2 separate regions of the Mus musculus genome follow, and region 1 is linked to region 2. Evidence: chromatin contacts called from public HiChIP or PLAC-seq data. All regions are on one chromosome and are shown on one strand. Each heading gives the region's core, a stretch centred on a gene start, on an enhancer-like site or on the middle of the called end of the contact. The rest is flanking DNA. Distances are from core to core; before and after follow the strand shown.

Region 1 (5,954 bases), core at 636-3,135, 1.3 Mb before region 2:
TCTGTGGTGAGAAGCAAAAGGCTCTACTACAAGTTGGCAGCAACATGGTAGCCCTGAACCCCGATGTGGAGTTCTACTAAGAGAGAAAACTCCTACTACATTCACATTAAAGAAAGACACTTTCACTGTGTTAATCCACCACAATATGGGGGCGATTTGTTGGAGAAACTCGTGTTATCTAAACAAGCAGAATAATTGCCAGAATTACTGGAGATGAACAATAGGCAGGGAAATGTTAGAGGATGTCAAATTCAAGTCATTATAAATGTCCAGTTGCAAGTGCTGTATGGATTTGGAGAAGAGAGAGAAATGTCCAGTTAGGTTGCCATCAAGGAGAAGCATTTGCCAAAAGCCCTGAAGGACAGTTTAGGGCAAATATCATATATAGAAGAAGCCAGAGGCAAAGGGGATAATGTCCCATAGAGGGTGGCTTATCTTCTTAAACATACATGTTGAACCTATAATAGGGAGTAGTGAGAGCCAGAGATAGAGAGTACATAGAATCCAAATTGTGGAGGAACTGAAATGAGAAACAAGTTTCTGACTGCATCCCACCAACAGTGGAGAACTGATGTCCTTAGAGAAACAGCAAGGGAGATCAATGTTGCACCTGACCAAGATTTATCAACAAGTGTTACAAAAGGTGGATTCAGAGATGAAGTAACCAGAGACTGAGATGGGAATTAGATTGACTCTATAGTTTAGAGGTAAGGTTGCTAGAACTAGAGCCACAGAACAGCATTTTTGGCTAGAAATGGAAAATAAGTGGTATCAAATATGGACTCTATGTTGTTGATTGATAGGTTTCGAAGGATAGAGAGACCCCAACTACAAAATAGAATCTTGAGTTTGTTAACAGGTTCCTGGGAGGATGATGGTGATGTTAATAGAACTGAGAGTGGCAACATGAGGATGGAGGAGGAGATTGGGGATATGGTTCTCTTTTAGCCAGTGCGTTCGTTCTAAGGATCAACCCATCCATTCCCCAACACTAAGTTTACAAACGCATGACCTCTACACCCATTTATCTTCCTATGTGTGTTCTGGGACGTCTAACTTCATCTCTTCATACTTGCTGGGCAAACACTTTATGACGAAGCTACCACTTCAACCTCACGATCATATTTTAATAAGCTTTTTAATAGTCCCTATTGGTTCAGGCTATTAAGAATCACCATAGACAACACCCCTTTTCCTGGGTCCTCCAGTCAGCTCACTGGAAATTTGGCTGTGCTTTTAAAATGTGTCCTGAGTCCAGCTACTTATCATTGTCCACGAATACTGCTGTGGCCTGATGAATTGCTGTCCAAGTCATGTCTCCTCAGTGTAGCTGTGATAGTCATCTCCATGTTTCCCTTGGGTTGATATTCACACCTTTAGAATCTGCTCATGTGGTTTTGAGTAAATCTGTCTATACATGATAGATATCATGACACTCCTCTGCTAAGCCCTGCTGTGGCTATTCACATAATCTAGTAAGGGTGGTAACCCTCCCTGGCTACAGTGCCTCTGAAGGTCCTTCCCCCGAGGTTTGCCTCTCCCCTGCTCCTCATTCCTTTCTTTTTCTGTGCCTACCTCCTGGGCTTCACTACTGACCATGAATGAAGCAGGCATGGCTCCTGCCTTGTAGTCCTGTCTCTAACTATGTAGTGCCACTCACTATGTAAATTAACCTTTTCCTCCATATGTAAAGGGCCCACCCACCCTCACATCCTCCTTAGTCTCTGCTCATATGAGGCTTTCTCAGTGAGGTCTACTTTGATAAGCATACATTTGGTGTATCCAAAGTCTTCCACCATGCCAACACACACACTTTCTGCTTTCCAGCCACTGGTGACCTTGAGGAGAGAGAGGGCTTTGACTCCCTGCTGCCCTACTGCTTTTGAGAAGTGCCAGACAATTAGTGGCGACTAACAGGCACTGATGAAACTGTCTCCTATTTCAAGGCTACCTTTGTTTTAGCTTTGCTTTCAGTCAGGGTGCTGCTGTCTACCCAACCCCAGGTGCCTTCAGTTCAGGGGCCTCTTCTCCCAACCTCCTGCTGGGTGGGATTGCAGGTGTGCACACCTATCTAGCTCAAGGCTATATTCTTAATTACTAAATTATACAGCCAAAGAAGTGAGAGATAACATAAATGAATGCCCGGAATGCGTGATGCTTCTAGTAGTTTTGGAGTTTGTGGGGGCTGGGCAGTCTCTGCATCACAGGGGTCTGCCTAAAATAGAACAGGTGCATCCTAGAATTAAATTACATCCTGCACTCACCAACGCTAGACCCCTGTTACCACACAAAATGCTTCCCTCCGGTTTTGGCCCATAGTGACCACAATTGCTTCTCTTCGCCAAAAAAAAAAAAAAAAAAAAAAAAAAAAAAAAAAAAAAAAAAGCCCTTTGTCTCTTGGCTGAGGTTCAAATCCCACTGCTTTCAGTGAGACTGGGCAACAAAAAGGAGCTTCAGAGGGAAGGACAACAGTCACTTTCTTCCCCTGACTCTTCCCAGGCTGCTTCGCCTCCTCCATGCCCCCGGTTTTTGAAACCTTTTTGCTTTCTTCGCTTTGCAGGAGTCTAGCTGGCAGCCCAAAGAGGTGACTGAGAACTGGCTGTGTAAGAACAGCAGAGCTTCCTGGGAGAAACAGGCTTCATTTTTCCTGCTTTAAAAAAAAAATATGCGAGAACTCCAATGTTCTGGCAAAATTAAGGAAACCTGCAATCAGTTGCTTGGAAAAAAAAACCCAGCAAACCTGTCTGTAGTAAATTACATATTGGGACAAAGCCCCACTGACTCCCGAGGCTGCCTTCCTCCCTGCACCCCACCCTGCTGCCATCCTTAAGGTAATGTCCTTCAGACTGCACAAGCTGCATTTCAGAGACCTGCAGTCCAAACTTGACACCTAAGAACTGTGTCCCTTTAGGTAAGTCTCATGGCTTTTTGTCTGAGTTTCATGATATTATTTGTAACATGACCTTAAATCTGTTTCTTCATATTGATATGAGAAATAAACACACTTTCATCAGCTTTGTGAGTTTTTTAATTTTATGTTTAAAAATCTCAGCACTATGTAGGTATGTGTACATAGCACTCAGGCACACACATGCACATGTGCACTCACACACACACACACACACACACACACACACACTGCATGTGAAAGCAGATAAGAGCTGAGTAACTGCTGTAGTTAAAACTGACTGTACTGGGAAAGGCAGCAACAAGATAGACAGAGACATAAAATATAGATCTATGAGTGAGGATTTATTAAGGAATCTGGCTCATGTGATTATGTGGAGAAGAACCCTAATAGTCCATTGGAAAGCTAGAGACCAGCTGGTGCTGGTAGCATGGCTTCATGTCAGTCCAAAGACCTCTGACCCAGGGGAGCTAGTGCTGCTGCTGTCGGTGGCCAAAGGCCTTACGACCCAGAGACCTCAAGTACTGGAGTCCAGAGGCTAGAGAGCCTGGAGAGCTGATGTCCAAAGACCAGAAGAATGTGGGGGAGACAGAGACAGGCAGGCACACACACACGTAGACATAGGGAGAGACAGAAAGAGAATATGAGGAGAGAGAGGCAGAGAGAGAATGAGAGAGAGAGAGAGAGAGAGAGAGAGAGAGAGAGAGAGAGAGAGAGAGAGATTGAATGACTATGAGAAGAAGAGGAATCCATTCACCCCTAGCCATCTGCATAGTGCACAGGTACCCACTGACACCAAAGGCAGATCCCTGCCCTCCTATTTCTCCCGACTCTCATCCCAATCCTGTCTACAAACATTTCCACAAATGCCCCAGAAGTAGTTTTCACTAGCAGGCTAGCTAGCTCTCAATTCAGGCAAGTTGACAGCTACAACTCCCTACCATACAAACAATGGCAGGCCCTGGTTCTGTTGCTGCACTGTGGATGTGTAGGATTTTACCACCAGGGGAAGTTGGGTGAAGACTGCCCAGGTCCTCTGCCTTGTTGGCAGTATGTCCTCTGTCTGGTTAGTTCAAATACGCATTAGAGAAGTGTGTCTGATGGTTCCTTCCTCCTATACCTTCTAAGTACTTCTCCTGGGAAGTGTAATCCTTAACCATTGGATCTGTTTCTCTTAAGGCTTTGTTGCTTCTTTAGGGCAGTTACCCTCTGTCCAAGAGTGCTTCTTGGGCTCAGTGCTGAGCCGGTGTTTACAAATGTTTATTGATTCTTTCTGCTGAAAATATCAAAACAAGCAGATTTCTTTTCTAAGACATGCTAGGACCATCTGTGAAGTTTTGCAACAAAATTCACATTTTAAAAATTCTACTTTATGCTAGAGATTTCCATATACAATTCTCTTGGTGAAGCCTCATACTGATTTTATGAGGGACAAACCAAATTTTCCCACTTTCGGTATGAGAAGCATAAGCAATGGAAAGCTTGATCTATATACTCAAGACATGTAGGTCATAAATAGTTGGAATTTAAGCTAGGATTTAGACAATTTATTAATTATCAATTCCTGTTTGCCAGGAACTGTTCTCAGAGCTTGCCAGTGGTGAAATAAATACGGGTGATTAAAAAATAATAAAGCCTACGTCACCACCAAAATAATAATAAATAATAAAGTAGCAAATGTGATGTGTGAAGCAGAATTCACAGGGAATACTGAATTTGTCCAGTGTTCAAAGAAGGAGTAGAGAAATAGGATCTTTGAAAAGAGAATACTCCATGAACAGGGCCACTGGGGGGGAGGGGTCCCATAGCAGACATACACCTGGTAAATGTAAGTAGATGGCCCAAGCTGGAACAGTAAGCGCATGTAGCAGGCCAGTTCCCAGAGTCCCAGAGAGGACACTGCAAGACCCCTGTGATGAATCTGGCTTCCCCCTGAGTGATTCCAGAACACAGCAGTAGTATTTGGAGCAGATGGATTCCGTGAGCTGACTCACGCTGCCATTGGTTCTCTGGCTGCTTAGAGAAGACAAAGCTGAAGGCTGAAGTGGGAGGGAGGAGGGGGGGAGAGGGGGGCATGTTTAAAGGTCAAAACCAGGCAGATCGGGTGAGAGTCAGCAGCAGTATTCCAGGAAGAGGCTGGCTGCCTAGACCCTGGAGTGGTAGCAGGAGAGCTGGCTATTCTGTGAGGTCTCATCTGCATCTACCTGTCACTGATGATCATACCTACTTTGAGGGTTATAGAATCTCTGATATTTGGTTTCTCATGTGCAATGGCCTTTTCTTTCTCCCCTCTGCCCAGCTGGTTCATAATCTAATGCTCTCTCCAGATGCTTTGCATATCCACTCCATGTTTCTCTGCAAACTTCCTACCTCCTGCTCCTTCTATGGTCTTCTTTGTGTTCAAACCTTAGTGATCCTGCAGCTCTCTCTTGCCTGCCTTTCCAGGCTAGTGTTGTGATAGTCCTAGATACATCTTTCTCCTAATATATTTTAGGGTATATGACCAAGGGTCCAAGTGTACTAGCTACTGTATGAGTTTGGAATGGAATGAGTCTCCCTCCTATCCACTGCAAAGACAAAAGGGTGATAAAATGACACCCAGTGTCCTTGTCTACTAACAGATCAGAACTCATGATTGTGTCAAGGCTTTGCCATGTTGTTCAGCAAAACTTCACAGAAGAATTTGTGTTACAACCAGAGAAGGCGACAGAGAACAAGATGGTAAGGAAGTATGCCCCAGGATATTGTGGAATCCTTGTGCAGGTACTAGCATTTCTGTTTCACAGATGAAGAAAACGACTATCAACAGACTGCCCTGCCTGTCTCCTACCTAAGCTCCCAAGGTGAAGAATGTTTGACCTCTGGAGAAGACAACAGATTCTTTGTTTTAAAACAACAAATATAAAACAATAAAAAGAAACCTGTTTCGTTTCGTTTTGTTTTGCTTTTTTTCAGGCCTAGACACGAGTGTGTCAATGAGTCAAACAGCAATGTCTCCAGAGGATTGGTCGGTGCCAGGCTGTAAGATGGATGCATCCCAGATGGG
Region 2 (6,139 bases), core at 3,194-5,693:
AACTGCAAAGCTTTTGTAAGGCAATGGACACTGTCAATAGGACAAATAGTCAGCCCACAGATTGGGAAAGGATCTCGCCAACACTACATCTGATAGAGGGATAATAACCAAAATTTAGAAAGAACTCAAGAAATTAGACACTCAACCCAATTTTAAAAGGGGGTATAGAATTAAGCAGAGAATTCTCAACAGAGGAATCTCAAATGACCGAGAAGCACTTAAAGAAATGTTCAAAGTTCTTAGTCATCAGAGAAATGCAAATCAAAACAGTTCTGAGATTCCATCTTACACCCATCAGAATGGCTAAGATCAAAAACTCAATAGATAGCATATACTGGTGAGGATGTGGAGCAAGGAGAACACTCCTCCATTGCTGGTGGGAATGCAAACTTGTACAACTACTTTGGAAATTAATTTGACATCTTCTCAGAAAGCTGGGAATAGTTTTACCTCAAGACTCAGCTATATCACTCCTGGGCATATACATAAAATATGCTCCAACATCTCACAAAGACACTTAGTCAACTATGTTCATAGCAGTTTTATTCATAATAGTCAGAAACTGGAAACAACCCAGGTGTCCCTCAACTAAAGAATAGATACAGAAAATGTGGTACATCTACACAATGGAATACTATCCAGCTATTAAAATCAAAGACATCATGAGTTTTGCAGGCAAATGGATAGAACTTGAGAATTACCTCATTCTCAGTGAGGTAACCCAGTCCTAAAAGGGCATGTATGGTATATACTCACTTATAAGTGGATATTAACCATAAAACACAGGTACCATGTTACACTCCACAGACCAAAGAAGCTAAACAAAGAGGCCCAAGCAAGAATGCTTGACTCTCACTTAGAAGGGGAAATAAAATAATCATAAGAGGCAGATGGAGGGAGGGACCTGAATGGAAGGGAAGGGGGAGGGGAACACGGAGTTCAGGATCAGGTGTGGGGAAGGACAGGAGAGATGGCCATGAAAATGAATGGAGATCTTCAATTGACAGGAGTGAGGAGGTCAGGGGTTGGGGGTGGGGGGAACATCTCCAGGACAAGACATGGCACCCAAGAATCAATGGTGGTGACCTTTGCTGTGACTCACTACACGGGGGATATGGAACCTGAAGAGGACATTTCCTGTATTGAGACAGGAACTCCAGTGGAGTGATAGAAACACCAAACCCACCCACAAATCTTTCAACCCAAAATTTATTCTGTCTGCAAGTAATGCAGGCACGTAAGAGGGAACCGAAACTTAGGAAATGGTCAACCAATAACTGGCCCAACTTGAGACCCATCTAATGGTCAAGCACCAATCCCTGACACTATTAATGATTCTCTGATATGCTTGCAGACAGGAGTATGTTGTCCTCTGAGAGGCTCCACTCAGCAGCTAACTTAGACAGAGATACCCAGAGCCAAACAGTGGATGAAGCTTGGGCACTCTTACAGAAGAATAGGGGGAAGGATTGCAGGCCGGAAGGGGGTAGGAACTCCACAGGAAGACCAACAGAGCCAACTAACTTGGTCCCTTGGGGCTCTGAGAGTCTGAACCACCAACCAAAGAGCATACACAAGCTGGGTCTAGGCCTCCCCTCTCAGATGTAACAGATGTACAGCTTGACCTTCATGTGGGTCCTGAAGGACTGGAATGGGGGGCTATCCCCAAAGCTGTTGCCTGTACATGGGATATATTCTACTAGCCAGGTTGCCTTGTCTAGCATAAGAGGAAGAAGAAGTGTCTAGCCTCAGAGAGACTTGAAGTGCCAGGGTGGGGGTATACCAGGGGGCCCCATCTGCTCAGGGGAGAAGGTGAAGGGGGTGGAAGAACTGTAGGATAGGGTGACTGGGAGAAGGGCAGTGAGCAGGATGCAAAGTGAATAAGTAAAAAATAAAATAAGCCAGTCCGGAGTACACAAAGTAAACAGGGCCACTGGCAAGAACTACTTAAATAGCTTTCTAAAAATAAAAATTGAACTGTGCCCCCTTCCCTTTTCTTCGGGTAACTGTAATACCCAGCCCTAGAATCTGCCCTCAAACAGAAAGAAAAAGTGCCTTTGAGACAGGCCAACGGTACAGATCGGTGACCTGGATTCTTCTCAGTCTGTCTGGGAAGTTTTTCAAGGCTAGAGCATTGCTCGAGATACATTGTATCTCCTATGTGAGATCAGTATAACTGGAGCTCCAGAATGCAAGCACTCTACTTCTAAGATTTCAGTAAGTCAAGCATCACACAGTTTAGAATATCAATCAGAAATTATCTAATTTATCATCAACTTATACCTGCATATATTTCAGAACTGATTTAGCACCTTTTGTATATTATATGTAAATAATATTTTAAAATTCTTTTTAAAAAGATTTTATATTTAATTTATGTATGTGTATATTTATTGTATGTATATAAGTATGCTGTCTTCACACACACCATAAGAGGGGATCGGATCCCATTACAGATTGTTGTGATCCACATTGTGGTTGTTTGAAATTGATCTCAGGACCTCTGGAAGAGTAGCCAGTCCTCTTAGCCTGGAGCCACAAATTCTTTTTAGCAACAAATACCTTTTATTAATTTTCAAAGTTTAGTCATTGTGCCTAATTAAATTTGTGAAGTTTTTCAGTTTTATGGATGATTCTTAGCTATTTTGGAAACGTTGAATTAATTAGGTATATACTTATATACCAAATAAACATTAAGTCTTTTTATATTATATACACACTTGACAACAGCACTTAGTGTATTGCATTTCACTGTTAGTACACTAGGAAAAACAAGTTATAATCTCATCTTGTTGTGAAAACTTATTTTGAAAAATATTTACAAAAAGAAAATTATACTAGGCAGGTGTGGTGGTACACACCTTTAATCCCCAGCACTCTGGAGACACAGCCAGGTAGATCTAAATATTGAATTCAAGGCCAGTGAAATCTACACGGCTAGACCTTGTCTCAAAAAGGAAAAAAAAAAAAAAAAAAAAAGGAACGAAGAAAGGGAGAAAGGAAGGAATTAAATTATACTTTACACCACTTTAAACTTGACTGCTTTTTTTATGTTTTTTTTTTCTTGTTGTTTGTCTCTTTTTAATTTTTTGTTTTGATTTGTTTTTGAGACAGAATTTCTCTGGCTGTCCTGGAACTCTGTAGACCTGTAGACTGGAGGGGCCTTGAACTCAAGAGATTTGCATGCCTCTGCTTCTGGATTAAAAGCACCACCACTCAGCTTTAAGAACAGATTTTAAAGACAACGCCGTCCCAGGTCAGGCGATTTCCCCCCCGCTGTGCAACTCTGTATGATTTACGTGGTTTCCTGATGTGCAAATTGGAATTAGTAGAATGTCTGAGTGTAACTACTGCTACAATGAAACACCAGGGCCAAAAGCAACTGGGGTGCGGGGTGCGGGCAATTTGGTTTATACTTTCATTATCACTGTTCATTCTCATCAGAGGAAGTCAGGACAGGAACTCAAACAGGGCAGGAACCTGGAGGCAGAAGCCAAGGCAAGGGTCCTGGAGTACTCGAGTAGCTTGCTCCCTCTGGCTTACTCTGCATACTTTCTTACAGAACTCAAGACCACCAGCCTAGGGGTAGCCCCCTCCAATGGACTGGACCCTCCTACATCAATTAATTAGTTAATCCTACATTAATTAAGAAAACATCCCACAGGCTTGCCTAGAGCCAGATCTTAGGGAGGCATTCTTCTTAACTAGGGTGCTCTCCTCATAGATGACTCTAGCTTGTGTCAAGGTGACATAAAACTAGCCCGATCATACAAGGACTCAGTCTTAGGTGTCACCCAAGGACTAAACGCCTTAACGCGTGTACGGGTCATGCCTGAGACACAACTCTATACAGATTTCACTCGCTAGTACCGTCATGTGCAGCAAAACCCTCGTAGCTTACTTAAGAGACAGTAATGGGAGGTTGTAGGTTGGAGCAAGTGAGATAGACACACCAGAAGAATGGGATGGGTGGGTGGAAAAAGAAAGAAAGAAAGAAAGAAAGAAAGAAAGAAAGAAAGAAAGAAAGAAAGAAAGAAAGAAAGAAAGAAAGAAAGAAAGAAAGAAAGAAAGAAAGAAAGAAAGAAAGAAAGAAAGAAAGAAAGAAAGAAAGAAAGAAAGAAAGAAAGAAAGAAAGAAAGAAAGAAAGAAAGTCCACGGCTGCTTCGCACTGCGGCGGGCTTGGGGCAGCCGCAACAGTGAAACTAAACCAACGCTTCACTCCTGCCTCCTCTGAGCTGAAGCTACAGGTGGAGAGCCAGCGGGCGCACGCTCCTACCCGGCTCTCTGTTTCGCTCCCCGGCGGCAGCCGCCACCACAACTTGTTCCCGCCCGTCTCAGCCTCGTGAGGGCGCCCGCGCCTCGAGGCGGCTGGAATTGGCCCGCCGCGGCCCCGGTAGCCAGACTTGAGTTGCTGCTGTCACCGCCTTTTCCTCCTTTCCCTCAGTTCCTTTTCACTTCCGGGGTTGCTCTAGATCCGCTGGTTCCGTAACAACATCCCGTTGGCTTCCCTCAGGCGGCGGGACCTGTGTAGCCGCCTTCCTCGGAGCGCCTGCCCGCCTGGGCTCGCGGGCTCCCCGGTCCGGGACGCCATGGCCACCAACCCGCAGCCGCAGCCACCGCCGCCCGCGCCTCCGCCGCCGCCACCGCAACCACAGCCGCCGCCTCCGCCGCCTGGCCCTGGGGCTGGCCCGGGAGCGAGCGGGCCGGGAAGCGCGGGGGCTGGTGCTGGGGACCCGCAGCTCGTTGCCATGATCGTAAACCACCTCAAGAGCCAGGGGCTCTTCGACCAGTTCCGCAGGGACTGCCTGGCCGATGTGGACACCAAGGTGCGGGGCTAGAGCGGCGGGCGGCGCGGGGAGTGGGGTCCCGTGTGCTCCGAGGGGCGACTTCCCCGAGCCGGACCCTCGGGACTGTCTTGCATACAGGGCTCCTTTTGCAGCTGCTTCGTTTGTTGATTTGTTTGTTTGCTTGTTTGTTTGTTTGTTAGACTTGCGGCGGTGTGCCATGCACTCTGCAAGTCTTGGAATGTTCATTCATTCCCCTGCCCTTGTGTTCCTTTCTCCGGCTAGAAACACTAGCCTGGAATGCCTATTATGTGCCAGGCAATGCTTGGCCTTAGCTAGTATACCACTGTGGTAAGCAAGACCCAAGTCGTTCCTAGGGAGACTGGTTTAGAAGCACTAAGGCAAACGGGACTCGGTTTAGAGTTCATTCTTTTGTTTTTCGAGACAAGGTTTCTCTGTGTAGCCCTGGCTGTCCTGGAACTCTGTAGACCAGGCTGGCCTTGAATTCAAATCCGCCTGCCTCTGCCTCCCAAGTGCTGGGATTAAAGGCGTGTGCCACCACTACCTACTTACTTTTTTCACCTAAATTGGTTTTTTTTTTCTACCAAAAGTTTCTTCGGCTTGTAAATGCAACAAATGTAGCGTTTGCAGATATCGTAAAACGGTAAGGCAACGATTTACAATGTATTTTGCTGGATGTTGAGGGGCGGGTGAACTTGCAAAGGTAGAGAGGCAAAGTTGGGCAGAGAAAAAAAGTGGGTTGGGAGATGGGACTGTCGTTTGATCTTTTGCAATGGCTGCCTGGCTTAGTAGTTTACTAAGATGAGAAGAGGCAGACAGACAGACAGACAGACAGAGAGAAAGAGAGGTATAGCGCATGGAGCCAGCCATTCCGTTGGAAATCTGTGGAGAGGAAATGACAGCAACTTGAAGTGAAAGAAGGAAAGGGGAGGGGGTGTGTGTTAGGTTATATGTTAGGAGACAGAGGACAGAGAGGCAAGGGTCAGCAGAAAGGTTCCCTAACCAAGCAGAAGGGGAGGGCTGCAGGCACCCAGCACCGACGTGGAAGCGAGCTTTAGCAGGGAAACTGTCATCTTGGCAGCAAGCCAAGGTTGCAGGACTAAGTCAGTGAAGTTGGTGAAAAGCTATGAAAGTGTGTCTGGAAGCAGGCGAAGGGAGAGGTGTTGGTTCCTCTTGTGGGGTATTTGTTGCTTTCATTTGGTTTTGTTTGGGGGTTTGTGTATCTGTTTACTTTTGCTTCAGTGTGGGTTGGTCTGTTGGATTGGAGTTGTGATGATGTAAGGTTTTTTTCAGACTGGCAGATCTGAATGAAGAACCTTTAAAAGAGGGGTGCT

What was found. HiChIP or PLAC-seq counts read pairs in DNA pulled down with a chosen protein or histone mark.
Region 1: a contact with region 2 is called in an H3K4me3 HiChIP or PLAC-seq map of forebrain, with 7 times the contacts expected there. The contact joins the enhancer-like site here to the promoter of Bod1l in region 2. A contact is called at or near these places in 3 of 39 promoter capture datasets (cranial neural crest, embryonic stem cells and hippocampal neurons) and 3 of 115 datasets of contacts at active chromatin or transcription factors (astrocytes, forebrain and stem cell-derived neural progenitor cells).

The regions. Positions count from the first base shown.
Region 1 is chr5:43,148,747-43,154,700 of GRCm38.p6, reverse strand. Gm7854 (predicted gene 7854) reads left to right here. Exons shown (of 8, transcript NR_028417.2): 8 at 2,561-3,015. Among named protein-coding and RNA genes, the nearest start is that of Gm46911, 59 kb to the left of the region's middle. Within about 2 kb of position 1,885, at least 32 of the 459 cell types and tissues checked have an H3K27ac peak or open chromatin away from gene starts, as enhancers often do. A contact at or near this core is called in forebrain, where this site is marked.
Region 2 is chr5:41,842,619-41,848,757 of GRCm38.p6, reverse strand. It overlaps Bod1l (biorientation of chromosomes in cell division 1-like), which reads left to right and starts at 4,443. Exons shown (of 26, transcript NM_001310601.1): 1 at 4,443-4,826. The coding sequence starts at 4,590.